Linked DNA regions of Mus musculus: regions 1, 2, 4, 5 and 6 are each linked to region 3. A link is a contact called in public Hi-C and promoter capture Hi-C data. All regions are on one chromosome and are shown on one strand. The core of a region is the stretch at or near the end of the contact, and the rest is flanking DNA. Distances in the headings are between cores, read along the strand shown. Region 1 holds the start of Gbp10 (guanylate-binding protein 10). Region 2 has its middle 47 kb from the start of Gm26519. Region 3 holds the start of Abcg3 (ATP binding cassette subfamily G member 3). Region 4 holds the start of Zfp33b (zinc finger protein 33B). Region 5 holds the start of Gbp6 (guanylate binding protein 6). Region 6 holds the start of Thoc2l (THO complex subunit 2-like).

Evidence for each region. Promoter capture Hi-C pulls out the DNA fragments that hold promoters and counts their contacts. A called contact is a pair of places that touch in the nucleus more often than the background predicts. Capture Hi-C pulls out chosen DNA fragments and counts their contacts.
Region 1: a contact with region 3 is called in a promoter capture Hi-C map of liver. The contact joins the promoter of Gbp10 here to the promoter of Abcg3 in region 3. A contact is called at or near these places in 2 of 115 datasets of contacts at active chromatin or transcription factors (the 230-238 cell line and memory CD8 T cells) and 2 of 9 other capture datasets (adipose tissue and liver).
Region 2: a promoter capture Hi-C map of liver shows a contact between it and region 3. The contact joins the enhancer-like site here to the promoter of Abcg3 in region 3. A contact is called at or near these places in 7 of 39 promoter capture datasets (the C10 cell line, embryonic stem cells, liver and 2 more), 3 of 115 datasets of contacts at active chromatin or transcription factors (bone marrow-derived macrophages, large pre-B cells and memory CD8 T cells) and 3 of 9 other capture datasets (liver, macrophages and pancreatic islet).
Region 4: a Hi-C map of B cells shows a contact between it and region 3, with 4 times the contacts expected there. The contact joins the promoter of Zfp33b here to the promoter of Abcg3 in region 3. A contact is called at or near these places in 7 of 39 promoter capture datasets (the C10 cell line, cranial neural crest, embryonic stem cells and 3 more), 1 of 15 datasets of contacts at CTCF or cohesin (large pre-B cells), 2 of 484 Hi-C or Micro-C datasets (B cells and CD4 T cells), 1 of 115 datasets of contacts at active chromatin or transcription factors (large pre-B cells) and 2 of 9 other capture datasets (adipose tissue and macrophages).
Region 5: a contact with region 3 is called in a promoter capture Hi-C map of liver, with 26 times the contacts expected there. The contact joins the promoter of Gbp6 here to the promoter of Abcg3 in region 3. A contact is called at or near these places in 24 of 39 promoter capture datasets (the 3T3-L1 cell line, 3T3-L1-derived adipocytes, the C10 cell line and 14 more), 1 of 15 datasets of contacts at CTCF or cohesin (pro-B cells), 7 of 115 datasets of contacts at active chromatin or transcription factors (CD8 T cells, effector CD8 T cells, embryonic stem cells and 4 more) and 3 of 9 other capture datasets (adipose tissue, liver and macrophages).
Region 6: a promoter capture Hi-C map of pre-B cells shows a contact between it and region 3, with 7 times the contacts expected there. The contact joins the promoter of Thoc2l here to the promoter of Abcg3 in region 3. A contact is called at or near these places in 15 of 39 promoter capture datasets (the 3T3-L1 cell line, 3T3-L1-derived adipocytes, the C10 cell line and 10 more), 1 of 484 Hi-C or Micro-C datasets (pre-B cells), 6 of 115 datasets of contacts at active chromatin or transcription factors (the SCID.adh cell line, bone marrow-derived macrophages, embryonic stem cells and 2 more) and 1 of 9 other capture datasets (adipose tissue).

Annotation. Positions count from the first base shown.
Region 1 is chr5:105,238,172-105,241,325 of GRCm38.p6, reverse strand. Gbp10 (guanylate-binding protein 10) reads left to right here and starts at 1,793. Exons shown (of 11, transcript NM_001039646.2): 1 at 1,793-1,854.
Region 2 is chr5:105,352,378-105,355,664 of GRCm38.p6, reverse strand. No RefSeq gene overlaps it. Among named protein-coding and RNA genes, the nearest start is that of Gm26519, 47 kb to the left of the region's middle. Within about 2 kb of position 1,389, at least 31 of the 459 cell types and tissues checked have an H3K27ac peak or open chromatin away from gene starts, as enhancers often do. A contact at or near this core is called in liver and memory CD8 T cells, where this site is marked.
Region 3 is chr5:104,980,692-104,984,374 of GRCm38.p6, reverse strand. It overlaps Abcg3 (ATP binding cassette subfamily G member 3), which reads left to right and starts at 1,658. Exons shown (of 16, transcript NM_030239.2): 1 at 1,658-1,826.
Region 4 is chr5:104,569,702-104,573,166 of GRCm38.p6, reverse strand. Zfp33b (zinc finger protein 33B) reads right to left here and starts at 1,495. Exons shown (of 3, transcript NM_001346671.1): 1 at 1,396-1,495. The coding sequence starts at 1,425.
Region 5 is chr5:105,292,067-105,295,477 of GRCm38.p6, reverse strand. Gbp6 (guanylate binding protein 6) reads left to right here and starts at 1,779. Exons shown (of 11, transcript NM_194336.2): 1 at 1,779-1,852.
Region 6 is chr5:104,506,682-104,510,029 of GRCm38.p6, reverse strand. Thoc2l (THO complex subunit 2-like) reads right to left here and starts at 1,680. Exons shown (of 8, transcript NM_001166581.2): 1 at 1,459-1,680.

The DNA.
Region 1 (3,154 bases), core at 544-3,043, 260 kb before region 3:
GCGAACTGGTAATTAGAAGTGTGGAAGCCAGGCCTGCAAGATGAACCAGGAGGGCACAGCTTTCATGGTTGAAGTACCAGCAGATATCGTGTTGGAAGAGGCAGTGTTGGCAGCTGGGCTCAGCAGGGGGTAGAATTCTGGCTCAGTCCACTGCTGGTGGTCACAGCTGCTCTGAGCATTGAGGCTCTTACAGCAACCTCAGCCAGCTGCCATTTGCTGGCCCACTTGGCCATGGTCCAACACCTCCACCAGGGTCCTCCTGCTGCTGTGCTCTGCAGCGGATGTTCCCTTAACCTCTGAGTTTTCCCAGGTTTTGGCACCAAATGATGTGTTAGAATGGCGGGTCTCATCTCAACAGCACACTAGGCCAAGGCAGTTCAACGTGGAAGTGGTTGTATTGGAAGGGGGAGACAAGGTCGTGTCAGAAGGAGAAAAGGGGGAGAGAGAGTGAGGAAGGGCCGTTCTCCCTCATTTATATGGAAAATGATTTAACACAGGTAAAGGTGGGAGTTAGCCAAGTGGATGCTGGGAATATGGTGCCTGTTGTCTTGGCAAATAGTCTGCAGGTTGCAGGTCTTGCTGTCATCTATGTGATGTCATAGTTTTGGGATGTTCTGATGCCAATACAGTCTCCAAGGGACCTCCCTTGTTTAATCCTTCAGGTGAAAACACAATGGCTAACTTGCAGCTCCCCTTGCACTTTGTGTTTCATGCTTTACAAATGGTGTTCAATCTCCCATCTGGAACAAAGTTCAGATCCCAAACTGGCTGCCTCCCTAAGGGCTCAGAAAATAAAGCTTTCATTTTTAAGGTCCCATCTCTGAAGTGAGTTTTCTTAGCTTCTATCTTGAACACAATTCCTACTTACTATTCTTAAATTACTTCTTTGAAAAAACAGTTTTTAGATTGACTGCTGTGTTTTTTGAATAAAAAAAAAGAAGTCAGGGACATGTGTGGTAGAGGCGTGGTATGGTGAAGTGGAAGGGGGTGCCTCAGAGGGCCAGTGCTGAAGCATCCCTTCCTCCTCCTGAGGTACCAGCCACACAGTTGTATAGTATAGAATAGAGTGTATTTAAGATCTGGAGAGGGGAGTTGAGGGGGTTGTAGATACAGAGAAAGAGGGACAGAGAGTGGGGGAGGAAGGAGAAGGAGGGAATGAGAAGAAAGAGGGTAAGAAAGTAAGAGAGGACTATTAGAGAGAAAGAGTGGAGGGGGGGGATGGACAAGCAGTCCCTTTTATTGTAAGTCAGACCCACCTGGCTGTTGCCAGGTAACTGTGGGGCAGCCCAGAAGAAATGGCAACAGTGATGGTTCCTGTTTTAGAAAACACATGGTTCAAACATTAAAGCTCTTTGATCAGGAAGCACCAGGGATTTCCCCTGAGAGAAGCACACTTGCAATCCTCCCAGATTGTGTCATTTCCACTGATGGGGACCTGGGTTTACTGTGCTTTATCTGTGCCAAGAAGGCTGGAGGAAACTGGAGATGGGTTCAAAGGAAAGAGAAAGTAAACACTGTCCACAGTGGAGGCCTGCTGTCTTTTGGCTGCAACAGAGTATCACACTGACTTTTCTGACAGCCAGGAACCTCTGACCTCCCTCTCAACCCCCCAGCCTTGGCTAAGTTACCATTGGCCTTATTCTACTTTATTTTCAGTTTTGTTTCTGCTGCAGCATGTGATTTCTTTCCACTGTGTGTGTGTGTGTGTGTGTGTGTGTGTGTGTGTGTGTGTGTGTGTGTGTGTGTGCTCACATAAAAGAGGAGCAAAGAGAGCAGGAGGGAGGAGAGCAGAGGTGATTCCTAGGAGAGAGAAGCAGCTGAAAACTGCACTTGGACCTGTACTGTGGGGACCAGGTATATTTTAGGAGCAACTTAGTCTGGATCTCAGGTTGATTTCCAATTCAAAGTGGCACCTGGGGGAAGGGGAAGGGAGGTAGGTTCTGTGCTCTCTGGTCTACAGGGGGCTGAGGCTGGCTTTAGGTCTAGGAGGTCAGTTTCTTTCCTCTGATAAAGGACAGATACAAAGTTGTAGCCTGACACTGCTGGCTGCCCTGCTCTGTTGGTGAAGCTGTGGGAAGTGCCCTGGTCCTGCCTCAGCTGGGACCACAGCAACAGCTCCTTCCCTGGTTCACAGGCAGCTGTAGGCAGAGGAAAGTCTTTCTGTGGAGGAACCGTGTGAGGAAGATTCAGCACAAGAGCTTGGCAAACCTCTATCTGGAAATAACTTAGTTCCTACCTCACTGACTTCGTATTAAGTGTAAGAAGATAGTCCAGTTCTCTCTTGATGTTTATGTTGTATGTGAGATGTAGAGATCACGTAGTGCTATGTGCATTTTGTTTGGGCTGCTAGTATTATCTCATACATGGAACTAAGTTGCAGAGAGCCTGGTTTCTGGAGTTAAGTGACATCACCTGTATCTAACTTCTTAGGATTCTGCACATTCTCCTTCCTTGGCATAATGTCCTCATGCTCATCTGGGACTGAGGGCAGGGCAGGGGAGGTAGGTTATGTGTTGTCTGGTCTGCAGGGATTCATGGATAGCCTCAAGTCTATGAAGTTCTATAAAGAAGTGTGCAGTAGAATTGTATTCCTTTTTCTTGCTGAATAATATTCTAATTTGCATGCTATCAGACTGTGTTAATGTATGCATCTGTTGGTGATCTGTTGGTGGGAGACTGGGCTGTGTCCACATTGTGGGTATTGTAAATACAGCTACCATGATCAATACAGCTCAAAGGTTCATCCAAGTCCTTGTTTTCTAGTTTGTTTGTGTTGTAATCAAAGGAGAGCTTTTAGGTCAAACATAACTATATATTTTCTCAGAAGCCAGGACTGTTTCCTGTGAGGTAATATTTTGTGTTCTTAGCTGCGGAGTATAGACATATGAGATGTTTAAATTCCAGGTTACATGTATTTGTTTTTGCCTTGTGTGGTAGCTGTCCTTGTGTGTATGAAGTGATGCCTTGTGGTTTGATTGGCACTTCCCAACTGTTTTTCAAAGCCACGTTATAATGAACACTGGGTCTGAAGAATTATTGAGCAACAAAACCAAGTAGCTCTTAAAATAACTTCATTTATGCTTAAACTGCAAACATCAGCAAGACTAAGCAAACAATTTCAAATAAATATGTATGTTAACCCAAAGCAAGCCTC
Region 2 (3,287 bases), core at 140-2,639, 370 kb before region 3:
TGATTCTTGACTTATTCCAAGTCTTAATACACCAGAAACTACTTCTCATGAGAGGTAGTCAAACTGACATTTTTACTAGGTTCTTTGAAAATTCCTTTCTGTTTTTTCCCATTTGGTCACATCTCTGTACATTTTCCTTGTAGGAATCAGTAGTAGATAAGGAGGTGATTTGTACAGAAGAATGAAGAGACATCTGTGATCACCAAGGGAGAGCTGGTCAACTTCAGCGGCTCTCAGAGAGAATTCAGCCCCTAAGGTTTCAGTGTCTGAAGGTCGTGAGGGAGAAGACTGAGCATGACTATTGAAGGGTGCTCAAGAGAGGAGTGAAGGTAAAGAGCTGGGAGCATGGGGGAGGAGTGAGGGTGAGGAGCAGGGAGCACAGGAGAGGAGTGAGGGTGAGGAGCAGGGAGCACGGAAGCTATGAGGTGAGCATGAGGAGGTGTCTGATGGTGTTGACACACTACAGCTCCTGAAAAACCTGAGAAAACAAAGCACCTTACCCTCTTTTCAGCCTTGAGAACCAAACTCAGGGACCTGAATGATGACCTATTATACCACCCAAGATCATGTATGTGCATGTGTGTACATGTATGTGCCTGTGTGAGTGTGTATGTCTGTGCACTGTATTGTGTGTGCATGTATGTGTGTGTGTGCATGTGTTTGTGTGTGTGTGTGTGTGCATGTCTGTGCACTGTACTGTGTGTGCATGTATTGTATATGTGCATGTGTGTTTGTGTGTACTTGTGCATGTCTGTGCACTGTAATATATGTGCATATGTGTGCACATGTGTGTGCATGTTCATGCTCATGTGTGCAGCAGGCCTGTATACATTCGGTTGAAGTATAGAAAGACTTTAAGAGTGCCAAGCATATACTTGCTATGAAATTGTGAGTCTGCTAGCAAACACAGAAGCTCACAGTCAGCTATTGGATGGATCACAGGGTCCCCAATGGAAGAACTAGAGAAAGTACCCAAGGAGCTAAAGGGATCTGCAACCCTATAGGTGGAACAACATTATGAACTAATCAGTACCTCGGAGCTCTTGACTCTAGCTGCATATGTATCAAAAGATGGCCTAGTTGGCCATCACTGGAAAGAGAAGCCCATTGGACTTGCAAACTTTATATGCCCCAGTACAGGGGAATGCCAGGGCCAAAAAATGGGAGTGGGTGGGTAGGGGAGTGTGGGGGAGGGTTTGGGGGACTTTTGGGATAGCATTGGAAATGTAAATGAGGAAAATACCTAATAAAAATATTAAAAGAAAAAAAAAGAAATTGTGAGTCTGGGGGTTTGACTTTTGAGGATTCACCCTCTAAACTGAATGCTCTTCCAGCTTAGCAGAGTTGCCGGGCAGCCAGAGAGACAACCCTGACAAAGCTCAGCCCCTGAAAGGCATTTCCTGGAACATGATTCTGATGCAAACTGAAAGCAACTGAGCTGTTGTGTAAATGAGGCATTTCTAGGAACTCAGTTGCATTTTGTGTCAGCAAAATAGGAAAGTGATTTTTTTAAAGGCTCCAACAAGATATCCAACTACAAAATTAAAGTACAAAGGTTATTAAACTACTTACTCTGGTGAGATTTTTCTTCTTTTTAAAAAGTCTCTGTGTCTTTCTCTTTCTCTGTTCTGTCTCTCAGTTTCTTTCTTGCTGACTCTGTCTCTATGTGTGTGTGCATGCTGTGTGCACACACGTTTGTATGAATGCGTGCATGTTCATGTGTGTCTCACTGTGATGGAGGTCCTTGCTCTCCATGCTGTGTGAGGCAGAGCACCTCTTTTGTTTCTCAGTATTCTTCTGCCGCTGTCACGTGCCTTGCCACACTAGCACTGAGGTTGCATATGCACACTGCAGCCTCACATGGCCTCACATGGGGATCTAATCTCAGGTCCTCAGGCTTGAATGGCCAGGGATCTACAAACTAAGCCATGTGTCCACACCCCAGATACTTCTGCAGAGTGCTTGTAGACACTGCATTTTACACTGTCATACCTATGTGTCACATCTAGAAAGGCTTCCTGGCATGGGTGATGGTTTTGGTTGAAAACTTCACTGAAGTCTCAGAACTGTCATTGTGACTCTTCAGTGTCTGCTGTTTCCCTGCCCTCCACAGTTAAAGCCTCCCACAGGGCTTCCAAAGTCAGTGTGGCTGTGTGATTTTCAGCTGTCTGTGTTCGTGCACAGTCTTCCTGTCATCTCTCAGAGAATAGCTACTGAGAAAATATAGTAAAAAGGCAAAAGGAGAAGTTTATTATTTTAAGATCCAATGTAAATTCTTGATGAAAATGTTTGTAACAAAAGATTTATAAAATCTCTCAACATACCTTCAGAGCAGGGCAGGGGCATGAAAAAGAATATGAAAAAAAATGAAAAAAAAAAGAATATGAACACCAGAAGAGACCTGAACAATGAAAGAGTGATGCCTTAGTCCCATTAGAGAATGTTTTCATGGTCAACAAGAGTGGGAAAATAAGGTAAAGGAGAGGGTGCAGCCAAGCATAAGGGGTTGAGAGCCTGTGGGTTCCCTCACTTGTGACAGTCAGAGTCTTTAGAATAAATGGCATTCCAGATCTTCAGTGAGATCCCCACACTTGTCTTTGAGTTTTGGGGTCTCCTATTTGGAAGTGAGGTTCCCACAAAGTAATGAACTCAGTTCTGTGTCAGCTGACGCCATTGTTCCTAAGCCTAGGGCCACACTCCTGAGCACAGCATCTTGTCTGCTGCAGCAGGCTTCAGATCTGGACCCAGCAGCTTCTATGTCAGCCTTTGAGCTCACTCAGGCACCACAGGAAAATGGAGGAGCCTTCGATTTGCCTTTGCTTTTGGTGGGCATGTACTTAGAGACTGCATGTTCAAGTTAGAACCAACTTGGACTCAGTAGATGAGAGAGTCCTTGGGAAACAAGTGTGTTAGTGGATCTCTGAGAGCAACATCCCAGGAGGGGGAGGGCAAGCCCATCACAGGGATGCTAACTCTGCTTGGAATTGGCTGTATACAGGGGGTGAAATTGCCTGTTGTGGGAAAAAGTGCTTTGCTAGTCTCCTTGTGTTCTCACAGAATCCTTGGAAACAAAATAGAATAAAAAAAGAAAAAAAAATAAGTAAACTATAAGAAAAGAAAACACTCCCCGACACCATACAAACAAAACCAAACAAAAAACAAAGCAACTTGAGGTAAAATGTCTACACAAATACCAATGATCTCCTTTTGTGTTAGCCATCATATGCTGGGCATGGGTTCTACCTGTAAGTGTGGTTTATTACCCACTGTCTCCTTTGGAGAAAACA
Region 3 (3,683 bases), core at 409-2,908:
AGGCCAGTCTGGTCTACAAAGTGAGTTCCAGGACAGCCAGGGCTATACAGAGAAACCCTGTCTCGAAAAGCAAAAACAAAAACAAAAAGGAAAGAAAAAAGAAAATCAGAACTCAAAGTTAAAGCAGAGATCTAGAGCAAATAATCAAGGAATATGGAGAAGAAAATAACACGGGAAAGGAACACCCAGGAAATGTGGGACAACATAGACAAAATGAGCCTTTCGATTACAGGCCCAGGTAAGGGAGAAGAAGCCCAAGTCAGAGGAATAGAACAGACTAACAGGATCATAGGCAAAAGCTTCCCTAAGACTAAGAGAAGGCACAAGAAGCACACAGAACACCAAATAGACAAGACCAGAAAAGACATGTTCCAGCATGTGTACACACCTACATCACACACGTACACCACACAGATCCTTAGTACCTCACCGTCACAACCGGCAAACTTCCATTTAGTAGTTATTCCCAGAAAGCGAGAGGATTCACTTAATGATACTGTCTTCCTACCAAACCAGAAAATGTAGGCTTGTAATTGAGTCTCAAAGCTCTCAGCCATGGCTGGAGAGATGGCTCCATGGTATAGAGCACTTGCTGTTCTTTCCTGAGGATCTGGGACATGGGCGGTCACAGCCATTCGTAACTCTAGTTCCCGGGGATCTAGAGATCTCTCTGGCCTCCGCAGGCACCGGGTGTGGAAGTCATACACAGACTTACAAGAGAGATTTTAGTCAGGTTTGAGGTACAACCATCTCCTTCATTTCAGGACAGGTGGCCACATCTAGAAGCTAAAACTGTAGAACCGGGCGGGGTAGGGTGGGGCTGGGAGTCGGGCGCCGACTTAATGTCCCTTCTTAATCCATGCTTGAATGTTAAAAACGTCTTGAGTACTGAAATTTTACTTGGATGACTTCAACATTGGCTTAAGGTTCGTCCAATGCTATACACGCACACGCACACGCACACACACACACAGAGCAGTCTGACCCAAGTAAACAGTCCATACTTAATCACTGTGCCCTCTTCTTGCTCTTTTTCAGATAGAGTTCGATGTTTAGGCCTGGCACACAAACTCCCAACCTCCTGTCCCAGCCTCTCGATTATAGGGATTACAATCGTAAACACTGAATTATTTCTTAATTGGTCTCTTCAGTTATAAAAAGAAGCTATAAATCAAATTATATTAAAAGCATGGGCACTTAACAAAACATATCCTTTGTCGTCCTGACCCATTGTTTGTCCTGTTCTGTGATAAGCATATATTCATCTCCTGTTTATTTTATCCCATTTGTTAAACAAAACAAAACAAAATTCAAAAACAAAAAACAAAAAAAATTCAAAACACACCACAGAAACTGTTACTTTCGCTTTGTCTTTTCCTGGATGCTGGCTTCTCAGAGTCCAATGTGAGCCTGAATTAGGGCAAAAAGTTTGCCCAGGTTTCCGGATCTGGCTGAACCCCTAGGTGAGCCCTCACCCCAAGACGCCACTCCAACCACGCCCCACAGAGACTCCCCCCTTCCCGCCCCTGCACCAGGACTCGCCCCTGCCCCTTTCCCCATGGCTTGGCCCCGCACCTGTCCCAAAGGGGGCCCCAGCCCCAGGGCTCCCCTGATTGCATCTTCCCCATGTCGCGCCCCACCCTCCCTTCCGCCCCACTGCCTGCTACTTCCTCTGCTCTCTTCGGGTTCCCTGCTCCTGACCACGACCACAGAGGCTCCAAGAGCTCTGCAGAGCAGAAGCCAGAGCCTCTTGCACCTTCCAAAGACCCGAGCTGCAAATCTTCCTGTGCAAGTAGCAACCTGAGCCCCTGCATTATCTCACAGTGGTGAGTGTGGGTGAGCAGGATGCAGAAGAGTGCAAGAGAGGGCTGGGAAACCCACTGCAGCTTCATTTGCAACTGTGAAATGCAAAGCAACTTGGTTCATAGAGGGTCTCTGTTTGGGTGGGTTAGCAGTGTACAACTTTTGATTGCCAAATGTATGAAGGCAAACACAGTTGGTGTTGGGCAGGTAAAAGTTTTACTGGTAGCAGAGATACCAGAAGTGCATGAGATATTTGTTAACACCGTTACTTTAAGGGAGCTGGGCAGTTTATAATTTTTTCTTTATCCCATGATATGAAATTTGTCAGGCAATCTCTAATTCGATATACAGATATTTACCAACTTCTTGCGACTCTTCCTCAGATAGTTCAGAAAAGGTTTCAACAGACAGAAAAGTTAAAGACCAGAATTATTAGACTGCAAACCTTTTAGTGGATTGTGTATCTATAATCTGTTTTATTTTCTTCCCTAATACTAGAAGTGTGGTCACTCCTTAGGGTGTTAACATGTGCCTCGCCAACTTAGTGTGTTCTCTTGCATCAATGTGCACTAAGACACAAACACATGCAGAACGTATTTTTGCATGTACCGTGGTTGAGCATCCGTGTAGCATTTGAGAAGAGAAGAAATATCATAAGCAGAAATAAAATGCAAACTAGAATGGAGGGCTTCCAGAAGCCATGGACATGGAGAGATCAGAAGGGGCCCAGTGCACTGAGGGACCCTCCAAGGTGAAAGTTGCATTTTTAGATGATTGATTTGTTTTTGTTTTGTTTTGTTTGTTTGTTACATGTATGCAGGTGCTCTGCTTGCATGTCTGGAGCCCACAGAGGCCTGTGAGGGCCCTGAAGCCTCTGGATCTGGCGTTGTAGGTGTTGTAAGTCCCTCCCTGCATTATGCAGGCGCTCAGAATAGGAAGAGTATGTGCTCTTAATTGCCGAGCCATATCTCTGGCCCCTTAAGTTGCTTTCCTGTGACCATAACAAGAAGGGGTTGCTCAGCCCCACAGCTCAAGAACAATAAGGGAAGCGCATTGCTTTTCAGAGAGGCTTTTGCCAGTTTGCCTTTGAGGGAACGTTCTTGCATGTGTTAATTTGGGATGTAGAAGAGACTCAAAGGAAGACTATGCTACGAACCATCCCATGATGCCAGCAGCAGCACTCATGCCAGGGTAAACTGTGGCTGTCATTTTCCTTACCCTGTGTGGTACAGACAGGTCTTACCTAAAGACAAACTGAGATGTCCTATGCAGTTAGGCAAGTCTCATGTTCTGGAAGTATTTGGTAAATACTTACCTTGTAGTCGCATTGCATATACTTTGGGGCACCATGTGACATTCAGTACATGAAAGCTATGATCAGTTCAGCACAATTTTCCTGTCATCACAGACAGTTTGTTGACTATTTTTTATTTAAATTTAGTTGTAGTTAAAAACTGTTTGAAGTAGGAAGGCTTAGAATGAGCTGCTTAATTAGAATTACTTAATTACTCCATTGTGTAAATATACCACATTTTCTGTATCCATTCTTCTGTCCCTTCAGCTTTTTCAATCCATCCCTTAACTCTTTCATAGAGGTCCCTGACCTTAGTCCAAGGGTTGGCTGTAAGTATCTGCATCTGTCTCAGTCAGCTCTGCTGGTAGAGCCTCTCAGAGGACAGCCATGCAGAGGGGTAGGGGCATGAGGTGAACAACTCTGGGAGGGGAGACCAGGAGGAGGTAACATTTGGGTATAAATGAACAAAATAATTAATTAAAAAATTATGATGACCTCATCTTGCATGACCTGCAGGATATGACTGAGAGACCAAAGAAGAACTTTTTTATTAGAGTAGAATCCTGAACTACAGACTGAAGACAGG
Region 4 (3,465 bases), core at 246-2,745, 410 kb after region 3:
CTAAAAAACCCCACAAACTCCCACAAAAATAACTCAAAGTGGCTTTAACTGTTATATTTCTCACCGTCAATCTACTACTCATCATTCAAACAGTGAGGCCCCATGCTCTACAGATCTCTCTGGGTGGAGAAGATCAGAATGGTGGCTATGGCTCTGCAGTCTCTCATGCCTCTTTGGGAAATCCATGACCTCTGAAACCCACAAAGAAAACAACTTGGAAGAGCAATTTAGTGTCTGCTTCCTACCAAGCACCATGAACACATGAAAAACCTCTGAAACTCAAATCTACTTTTGAACCCTGGACTTAATTTACATGAAACATGCATTGTGGCTGGTGGTAATAAAACAAGGGACAAATGCTAACAATAGTGACTTTCAAGAAAAACAAGCAATTTCCTGCTAAGGAAATGCCATCAATAAGATGATGTATGATCTTGTCCTTATGTGTAATATTAGCTGCTGATCTATAACCTGACACACACACAGCTTCTCAGCTGACATAATTACATCAACAAAGTTTGATCCCACAGAACATCCCCAACTTGTATACCCACCAATCTATACAATTTCTATAAACATGCATGAATTAATAAATGCTGAGGAATTTAAAACAATCACTCACTTTGCCCCATCAGGTCCTCCTTCCCAATGGTGACTCCTGCAGATGACTCCTTAAACTTTAGTCTGTGAGCTAGCTCTGGTCTACACTGTTTCACCCTACTGTGTACACAGTAAACCATTCCTCCTGTTCTAGTCTGAAGGCAGAATACATGTTCCACAGGAATGCACTTTTCCTTTCACTGCAAAGGACAGTTAATCACAGGACTTAAATGAGTAATTTTAAAAACGCTCTTGTACATACATTTAACATTCGAACTTAGAAAGTCTAATAAAAAGGAAAGCAGGGTCATTGCCCTGGGGAGCATGAGACTGGGATGCACGTGACAACATAGCTTGTCTCAGAAACATTTTTCTAAAAGACTAATGGGGCAGCTGTACAAAAATTAACATTGCATCTATTTCTTGTTTCTTTAAAAACAGAGGCATATTGAAAGAACGTGCTCTCAGTCACCCAACAGATGGATGCCTTTTACAACTAGACAAAATTAACTCCAAATGAATCACAACAAAAAATGATAGAGGAGAAGAGCTTGTAGACTCTACTAGAGGAACCAAGCCTGCCTGCCACTGGCATCCTATCAAGGATGTTTCTATACACAAGACCCTGTTCCAAATGCTTTGTGCAGATTCAGCCCAGAGAGGGAAGTTATTCAGATGCCACCGCTGGGTCCAGGAATGGCTTACACTAACAGGGACCTCACACGCGGCTGCATCAAGCTGCTGGTTCCCGCCCAGCCCCGAGCAGGACCCACCACAGCGGCTCCCGCTCCTCACCTTTGTGGAGAGTGAGGATGTGCTGGCCATGCTGTATCTTCAGAGCTTCCTGAGCTTCCCTCAGTACTCGGCAGTTGAGGTGAAAAAACAACACACAAAATCACGTAAACTCTCGCAGAACCTGCAATGTGATTTCCGGAAGAACCCTCCTCCTTTTCTGACTGGCAGGCGCGTATGGAGACTCTGATTGGACAGTGAATCTGTCAGTCCATTTATTCACTTCCGTTGGGCACAGCCTGTTTGGGCTCCGTACCGGGGAATAAATATCTAGACTATTTTTTCTTTTCTGCAGCCTGGCTGGTGCTGGGCTTCAGGGGAAGCCAAGAGTCTGCTCAGGGATGGGAAATGCAGTCTTTGATGAGGCCGAGGCTAGAGCTGGTTAGGGAGTTCCTGGTCTGTGACGTGTCCCAGTTCTGGGGTGGAGGGTGGGGGGAGGTTCTGACTCTTGAACATCCAGGCATAGCTGAGAGTCCCAGAAGAGCCACGAACTGAATCAGGGCCCTTGGGGGCACATATCTGTGTGATATGATTTTAAATTATGTAGCCATATTGTGTTTACAATATTTTAGCTTCGTGAAGAGTAAATTTTAAAGCCTGTTTACAACCTCAAATCTATTCTTTTTGAGTCTCAGTTGACAATAAATATATTTCACGGCCGCTGTTAATTTCTTGCTGCCTTCCCATGGTGAAGCTCTGTATTATATGAGGATGACATGAAGCTTTTCTGTTCCATGAATGACAGTGCTTTAAGATCCTTGTCCTAGCTGCCTAGACGCCAGTCTTCTCCTGGCAGTCTTTGTAACAAGATGTAGAACTCCCAGCTCCTCTGGCCCCATGCCAGCCTAGGCTCTGCCATGCACCTTGAACTTCTGAATTGTAATCGAGCCCCAATTAAACGTCGTCCTTTTAAGAGTTGTCTTTGTCATGGTAACTGTTCACAGCAGTAAAGCCATAATTAAAACAGGAAGAGATAATTGAAAGTAGAAAACAAACAAACTACTAAAGTCCATTTCAAAAGACATATCCAAAGACACTACCATTGTTTCCTGTCCCCTGGACAACTCCCTGCTGACCTTACCTGCCATTGTGGGTTGGACATGACGTGACAGAGAGTCAAAGACACAGACTTCTGGAGTAGACAAGAAAGACAGTGCAAGGTCTCTAAACACTGCTGCAAGCTTCTTTAATTCCCTTCACCCATGCTCACTGGTACCAAGAAAGCATCTGTGGGTATGAATATAAATGCTCAGAAGATACTGTGGAATCACAACTCTTTAAATAATTTTAGAAAATTCTTACGACTGTACATGTCAGTCGCAGGTTTATTTGCTGAATTTACATGACAAAACAAAATACAAATTAAAGAAATAGAAAAAAAGAAGATGGTTTCTGTTTCTTGTCAGGATAATTTAAACTAAGTAGAAATTTAAATATGAAAAAACACAATGAATCCTTTTCTGAAGAGGTAGCAATTGTACATAATTAATTGCTAAGAGGATAATCATTATACAAGCTAAAGACAGGTGATTCTCTCACAAACCCCATGATGAGACATGGAGCCCCAAGATGACAGATGGAAACCCTGGGTCTCCAAGAAATCTTCACCAGCACATCTGTAAGACAACACACTCAAAGGTAATGTCAAAGTTAATTCAGGATATTTACTGTTGCTTCCATTTACAAACACATAGTTAAAACATATCATTAAACATTTCTTTTTATTTAATTGATACTAGTCCTAATATGCTTACAATTTTGTTATACATTATGACAATCCATCAATCATATTGAATCTGGTACTTTAGTTAATTTAAAAAGCAATCCAATTGTGGATAGCTGCAACATCTACTCAAAAGCATATTGGAAGATGTCCTAATAAGCTTGGCAGGTTCTCAGAGCAACACTGTGATCCAACTATGTAGACTCAACAATGTTGTTCATTTCTAAATCTATAATGCTGCTCTCTACAAAGGGGAAAAGTATGGATCAAATATTGCTATTTCTGTAGAAGGAAACCCCAGCTTCCTAATGACACAGATGTTTCAAGGAGATAAACGTTTTTGTCAGCAT
Region 5 (3,411 bases), core at 530-3,029, 310 kb before region 3:
ATGCCGGGTCTAGTCTCTACAGCACACTAGGCCAAGGCAGTTCCATGTGGAAGAGGTTTTATTGTAAGGGAGAGACAAGGTAGTGGCAGAAAGAGAAGGGTGAGAGAGAGTGAGGAAGGGGCGTTCTCCTCATTTATATGGAAAATGATGTAACACAGGTGAGTCAAGTGGATGTTGGGAATATGGTGCCTGTTGTCTTGGCAACCAGTCAGAAGGTAGCAGGTCATGCTGTCGCCTATGTGATGTCACAGGTTTGGGATGTCCTGATGCCAACACCGCCTCTAAGGGGTACTCCCTTGTTTAATCCTTCCTGTGAAATCACAATGGATCACTCTACAGCTCCCCCCTGCTTTGTGTTTCATCCTTTACAAATGGTGTTCAATCTCCCATCAGGGACAAAGTTCAGACCCCAGTCTGCCTCCCTAAGGGCTCAGAAATTAAAGCTTTCATTTTTCAGCTTCCATCTCTGAAGTTTTCTTAGCTTCTATATTGAACACAACTCCTACTTACTATTCTTTAATTGCTTCTTTTAAAATCAGGTTTTAAAATTGACTGTTGTGTTTTATGAAAAGAAAAAGAAGTCAGGTATATGTTTGGTGGCTGTCTGGTGTCTTAGTTAGGGTTTTACTGCTGTGAACAGACACCATGACCAAGGCAAGTCTTATAAAAAAACAACATTTAATTGGGGCTGGGTTACAGGTTCAGAGGTTCAGTCCATTATCATCAAGGTGGGAGCATGGCAGCATCCAGGCAGGCGTGGCACAGGCAGAGATGAGAGTTCTATGTCTTCATCCAAAGGCTGCTAGTGGAAGACTGACTTCCAGGCAACTAGAGTGAGGATCTTAAGCCCACAACCACAGTGACACACCTATTCCAACCAGGTCACACCTATTCCAACAAGGCCACATCTCCAAATGGTGCCACCCTCTGGTCCAAGAATATACAAACGTCATACCTGGTATGTTGAGGTGAAAAGGGGTACCTCTGAGGGCCAGTGTTGAAGCATTACCTTCTTCCTGAGGTACCAGCCACACAATTGTATAGTATAGAATACAGTTTATTTAAGACATGGAGAGGGGAGTTGAGGGGTTAGTAGAGACAAAGAAAGAGGGATAGAGAGGGGAGGAAGGAGGAGGAGGGACAGAGAAGAAAGAGGGTAAAAAAGGAAGAGAGGACAATTGAGCAAGAGAGGGGGGTATGTGAGGGTACAAGCAGCCCCTTTTATAGTGAGTCATGCCCACCTGGCTGTTGCCAGGTAATTGTGGGGCAGCCCAGAAGAAATGGCAACAGGGATGGTTCCTGCTTTAGAAAACACATGTTTAAAACATTAAACATGTTTGATCAGAAAGCACTGGGAATTTCCCCTGAGAGAAGCACACTTGCAATACTCCCGGATTTTGTAATTTCCACTGATGGCTGCCTGGGTTTTACTGTGCTTTATCTGTGCCAAGAAGGCTGGAGGAAACTGGAAATGGGTTCCAAGGAAAGAGAAGGTAAACAGATTCCACAGTGGAGGCCTGCTGTCCCTTGGCTGCAACAGAGTATCACACTGGCTTTTCGGGATAGACAGGAACCTCTGACCTCCCTTTCCAGTCTTGGCCAAGTTAACATGGCCTATTTTATTTTACTTTCAGTTTTGTTTCTGCTGCAGCATGTGATTTCTTTTAACTCCTTCTCTCTCTCTCTCTCTCTCTCTCTCTCTCTCTCTCTCTCTCTCTCTCTCTCTGTGTGTGTGTGTGTGGTCAGCTTACATAAAAGAGGAGCAAAGAGAGCAGGAGGGAGGAGAGCAGAAGGGAGCCTGAGGAGGCAGCAGCAGCTGAGAACTGCACTTGGACCTGTGCTGTGGGACCAGGTATATTTACTTTTCCTTTCTTTAAGGAGCAACTTAGTCTGGACCTCAGCTTGATTTCCAAGTCAAAGGGGCAACTGAGGGAGGGGGAAGGGAGGCAGATTATGAGCTCTCTGGTCTGCAGGGGGCTGTGGCTGGCTTTAGGTCTAGGAGGTCAGTTTCTTTCCTCTGATAAAGGACAGATACAAAGTGGCAGCCTGACACTGCTGGCTGCCCTGCTCTGTTAGACAAACTATGGGAAGAGCCCTGGTCCTGCCTCAGCTGGGACCACAACAGCTCCTGCCCTGGTTCACAGGCAACTGTAGGCAGAGGAAAGTCTCTGTGGAGGAACCGTGTGAGGAAAACTCAGCACAAGAGCTTGGCAAACATCTATCTGGAAATAACTTAGTTCCTACCTCACTGACTTTGAATTAAGTGTAAGAAGATAATCCAGTTCTATATTGATGTTTATGTTGTATGTGAGATGTAGAGATTACGTAGTGCTATGTGCATTTTGTTTGGGCTGCTAGTCTTATTTCATACATGGAACTAAGCTGCAGAGAGCCTGGTTTCTGGAGTTAAGTGACGTCACCTGTATCTAACTTCTGGAGATTCTGCACATTCTCCTTCCTTGGCATAATGTCCTCATGCTCATCTGGGACTGAGGGCAGGGCAGGGGAGGCAGGTTATGTGTTGTCTGACCTGTAGGAGTCTGTGTCTAGCCTAAGTCTATTAAGGTCTACAAAGTTGTGTACAGTAGTTAATTTTATTCCCTTCTTTGGCTGAATAATATTCTATTGTGCACATTGTCAGACTGTGTTAATGTATGCATCTGTTGGTGATCTGTTGGTGGGAGTCTGGGCTGTCTCCACAATGTGGGTATTGTGAACACAGCTGCCATGATCACTACAGCTCAAAGGTCCATCCAAGTCCTTCTTTGCTATTTTGTTTGTGTTGTAATCAAAGAAGAGCTGTTAGATCAGACATAAGTATTGATTTTCTCAAAAGCGAGGACTGTTTCCCATGAGGTAATATTCTGTATTCTTAGCCACAGAGTACAGACACCTGAGTTGTCTAAATTCTGGGTTACATGGATTTGTTTTTGCTTTGTGTGGTAGCTGTCCTTGTGTGTATGGTTTGATTGGCACTTCCTCAATATTTGTCAAAGACATGTTATAAGAAACAATGGGTCTATAGAATTGTTGTGCAACAAAAACAAGTAGTTCTTAAAAATAACAGCATTCATGCTTAAACTGTAAACATCAGCAAAACTAAGTAAACAATTTCAAATAAATATGTATGTTAACCCAAAGCAAGCTTCAGCCTCAGTAAGCTCTAAGAAGCCAAATCACACATGATCATGTGACTCTAGACTCTTACACCATGTCCCTCAGCATGGCAAAACAGAAATAGTGTAACGGAAAGTTTCTTCATTTTGCATCCATGTTTCCCTAATAAAACCTGATTGCCATTCTGTCCTGGGAACAGAGACACTTCACCTTTCACTCTGGTACATCCCAATTTGGACATTACATCTTTTTCAAGTAAGTTTATTTAAAAATTTTATAGTTTTCTCATACAAG
Region 6 (3,348 bases), core at 431-2,930, 470 kb after region 3:
GTTCTAGAAACAGTAACTATCCATGCTTCCTTGCTGTGGTCTGGTTATTGGTTTAGACCTATTCTAAGTGAAAGGAGAGGAAAAGGAGGAGGGTGGGAACCCCTAGACTACATACAGACATTTGATACACACGCATGCATGTCTCTCTACATCGGCAGTGGTAGGAATGAAACTCAGCCTACATAATATATAGGCATTTGATACACACACACATGTATGCCTCTCCATTACAGCAGTGGTGGGAATTAAACTTGGCCTACATGGTTTATTTTCATAATACCAGAATGTTTCATTTGGCTGACTATCCTGGTCTCTATTTTGTGATGTGCTTTCTTTTCTTTTGTGTTTTCTTTTACCTCTATGTCAGCAGTTCTCAACCTTCCTAATGCTGCAACACTTTGATACAGTTAGTTCCTCATGCTGTAGTGACCCAACCATAACATTATTTTTGTTGCAACTTCATAACCTACTGTTATGAACTGTAATGTGAACACGGTTTCCAATGGCCTTAGGCGACCCATGCTACTTACACCATCTTTTGGAACTACAAAGCTTGCTGGTATCAAAATAACTGTTAAGTATAAAGAAGCTAGCATCCCCATTTTGGCTTGAAATGAAGCGAGAGTATTTATATGAGTGTTTAAGATTAAGACGTCTTCTGCAAAGCATTCAAAAGAATAACTTCTGCCAAATATTTGGGCATATCATGAATACATGCCTTCAAATTTGTATAAAGTATACTGCAGTGTTTTCAGTACTCTATAAACAATCAACGTTCTTGTCCATGCACCTTGGCTGAGTTTCTTGAACTGGGGCTTCCCAGTTCAAGTTAACAATAATGCCCAGTGTCAATTTAAGCTGATAATATTCTGATTTTGGTTGTAAATATGATCCTGAAAATCTCCTACGGGAGGTAAATTTCTGAGGGCAAATGTAGCAGGCAAACCTAGGGACGGCAAAACACACTCCTAAAATCCTGGCACCCCGTCCTTTCTCTTAATTTAATCGCAACCACCTTCCCCGTATCCAGCATTTCCACAGCTTCAGAATATTGCAAAAAACTACTTATTAGAACCGGGTGAGGAATACTGAAGTAATTCCCGGTAGTGCTGTCAACTCTTCACTCCTTTCGCTCCAGTTCCTGAGTTTACTGCACCTGGCACACAGTTTAACTCTTCGGAGCTCGCGGTCCAGAAACCACCTACTGCCTGCGGGCCAGGTAGGCGTTCTATGTGCCCAGAGACGCTCACGGGAGCCACCAAATGCCGGGGCTGAGGAAGCGCCCGGTGACACCAGATCTCATTTAAGGTCTGTTCGCTTCAAGAACGCCCCGGAAAGACTCGGGGGTCTGTGGCTTTCCCCTGCGTGTGTTAGCACAGCCCGGTCCGCCAAGCCGCCGCCGAGCTGGACAGAGGCCGCAGCCCGCCCGCTCGCCTGGGGGCCGCCATGCCGACTCACCGCTCGCTCGCGCTCCGCCCGCGCCGCCCGCCGCGACCGCGCCGGCTCGCGCCTCCCCGCTCCAGCCGCCGCGAACCGCCTCTACGCCGCGGCTCGGGAAGGGCTTCACCGCTCCGCGCCCTCCTGACCCAGCTCGATAGGGACACCAACGACACACCGCCGACTCCACAGAGCGGTGGGAAACCGGTCGGGATCTCCTCGGCGTTCGGCTGACGTCACTGCGGAGGGACGGCGGCGGTGCAGCGAGTCCTCTGCGCACGCGCGGCCGCACTTCGGTTGCTGGCGGGGGGCGGGGGGCGGGGGGCGGGGGGCGGGGTGGGGACTGAGGTCGTTGGTCATCACTGCGCCTTTGTTAGAAAATGCCTTGCTGAGGTGACTGTGTGCACTGGCGGTTTCATTTGAATGTGAATGCTAAATACAAACAATTCTGAGAGCTTTCCGAAAATGATGTGGTTCAACTGGTGGAAAATCTGGTAGTGTACTATGGAAAAAGTCTGTTTATCTCCCAAAGTATGTTGCATCTCAAGAGAAGTCAAGGCATGAGTTAGGGAAGGACTAAAATACTTGTTCACTGTAGACAGCTGCCAAAATTTGTTCCCAACCAAGCCCTTAAAGCTATTTATAAAACTTTTTATCAGAAGGATGTATGTATGCATTATACAGAAACTTGGAAATATTTTATAGTTATTGCACATTGTACTGGGAGAACTGGGACATTGCTACTTGTGGGTGTCTGTCATGCTCTCTATCCAGTATGAAAAGAAGCTTTGATGAGGGGTGAAAGTTAAACTTCTTTATTTTTAGATTAAAATTCTTTTTAATTTAAAAAGGCATCAGGTTTTAAATACATTAAGAATTGAACTCATATTTTGACCCCATCTCCGAAAATTGTCATTTCTGTTGTTATCTGGTTATTATGTCGTGTATGTATAAAATCAATAAATTGTTCAGGAGTATATATCTGACCATTATGTTACAAAGCAACAGAAATACATAAAATCAAATGAGATGTGCAAATATGCATATATGTATCTCAAACACATGACTTAATAAGGTTTTTTTGATTCAATAGTAAGCTGTAGACAGATAGAGATGCACATTAAAAAAAATTTTTACCATGATCAGGATCCACTACATTGCCTTGCATATAACAGTAGATACTGTATAAGTGGCTTGGTCACTTTCCAAGCAATTATTTCTATTTAGATGTCTTTGCCCAATATGAAAATAATGAATGTGGGTGGGAGATTGTTCATTTTTCTTTCCCCAGCAACTATTTAATGCCTGCATCTTGGCAAGAGCTGCACTTACCTGCAAACATCATGATGTCATTTTCCTTTATCCTGTGGTGTATCTGTGCCACATTTGCATTGCCCGTCCATCACTCGAAGGGCATTTAGGTGGTTCCCCCTCGCTAGCTATGGTGAACAGAGCAGCAATGGACACTGCTAAGCAAGCATCTGTAGGAGGATGTCCTTTGGGCATATGCAGAGGAGTGGATCTGAGTCATGGTAGATTTACTTTTAGCTTTTTGAGCAATATTGAGCATGCATGGTTTCTTATATATGGTCCCCAACTGGTAGAACTATTTGGGAAGGATTAGGAGTTGTTACCTTATTGGATAAGATATGTCACTGGGGTGATCTCTGAGGTGTCAAAAGCACACACCACTACCAGTTAGCTCTCTGCATCATGTTTATTATCTAGATGTAAGCTCTGGGCTACTGCCTCACCGCCATGTTTACCTGCTTGATGTCATACACCTCACCATGATGGTTGTGGGTTTGAAAGACTCCGTGAGGAGCCCCTCGCTCAGGCGTCGGGACAATAGCGGACACCCAAGAACTCATGAGAGACCAGGCTTGATGTAAACCACATGAGGCTTTATTC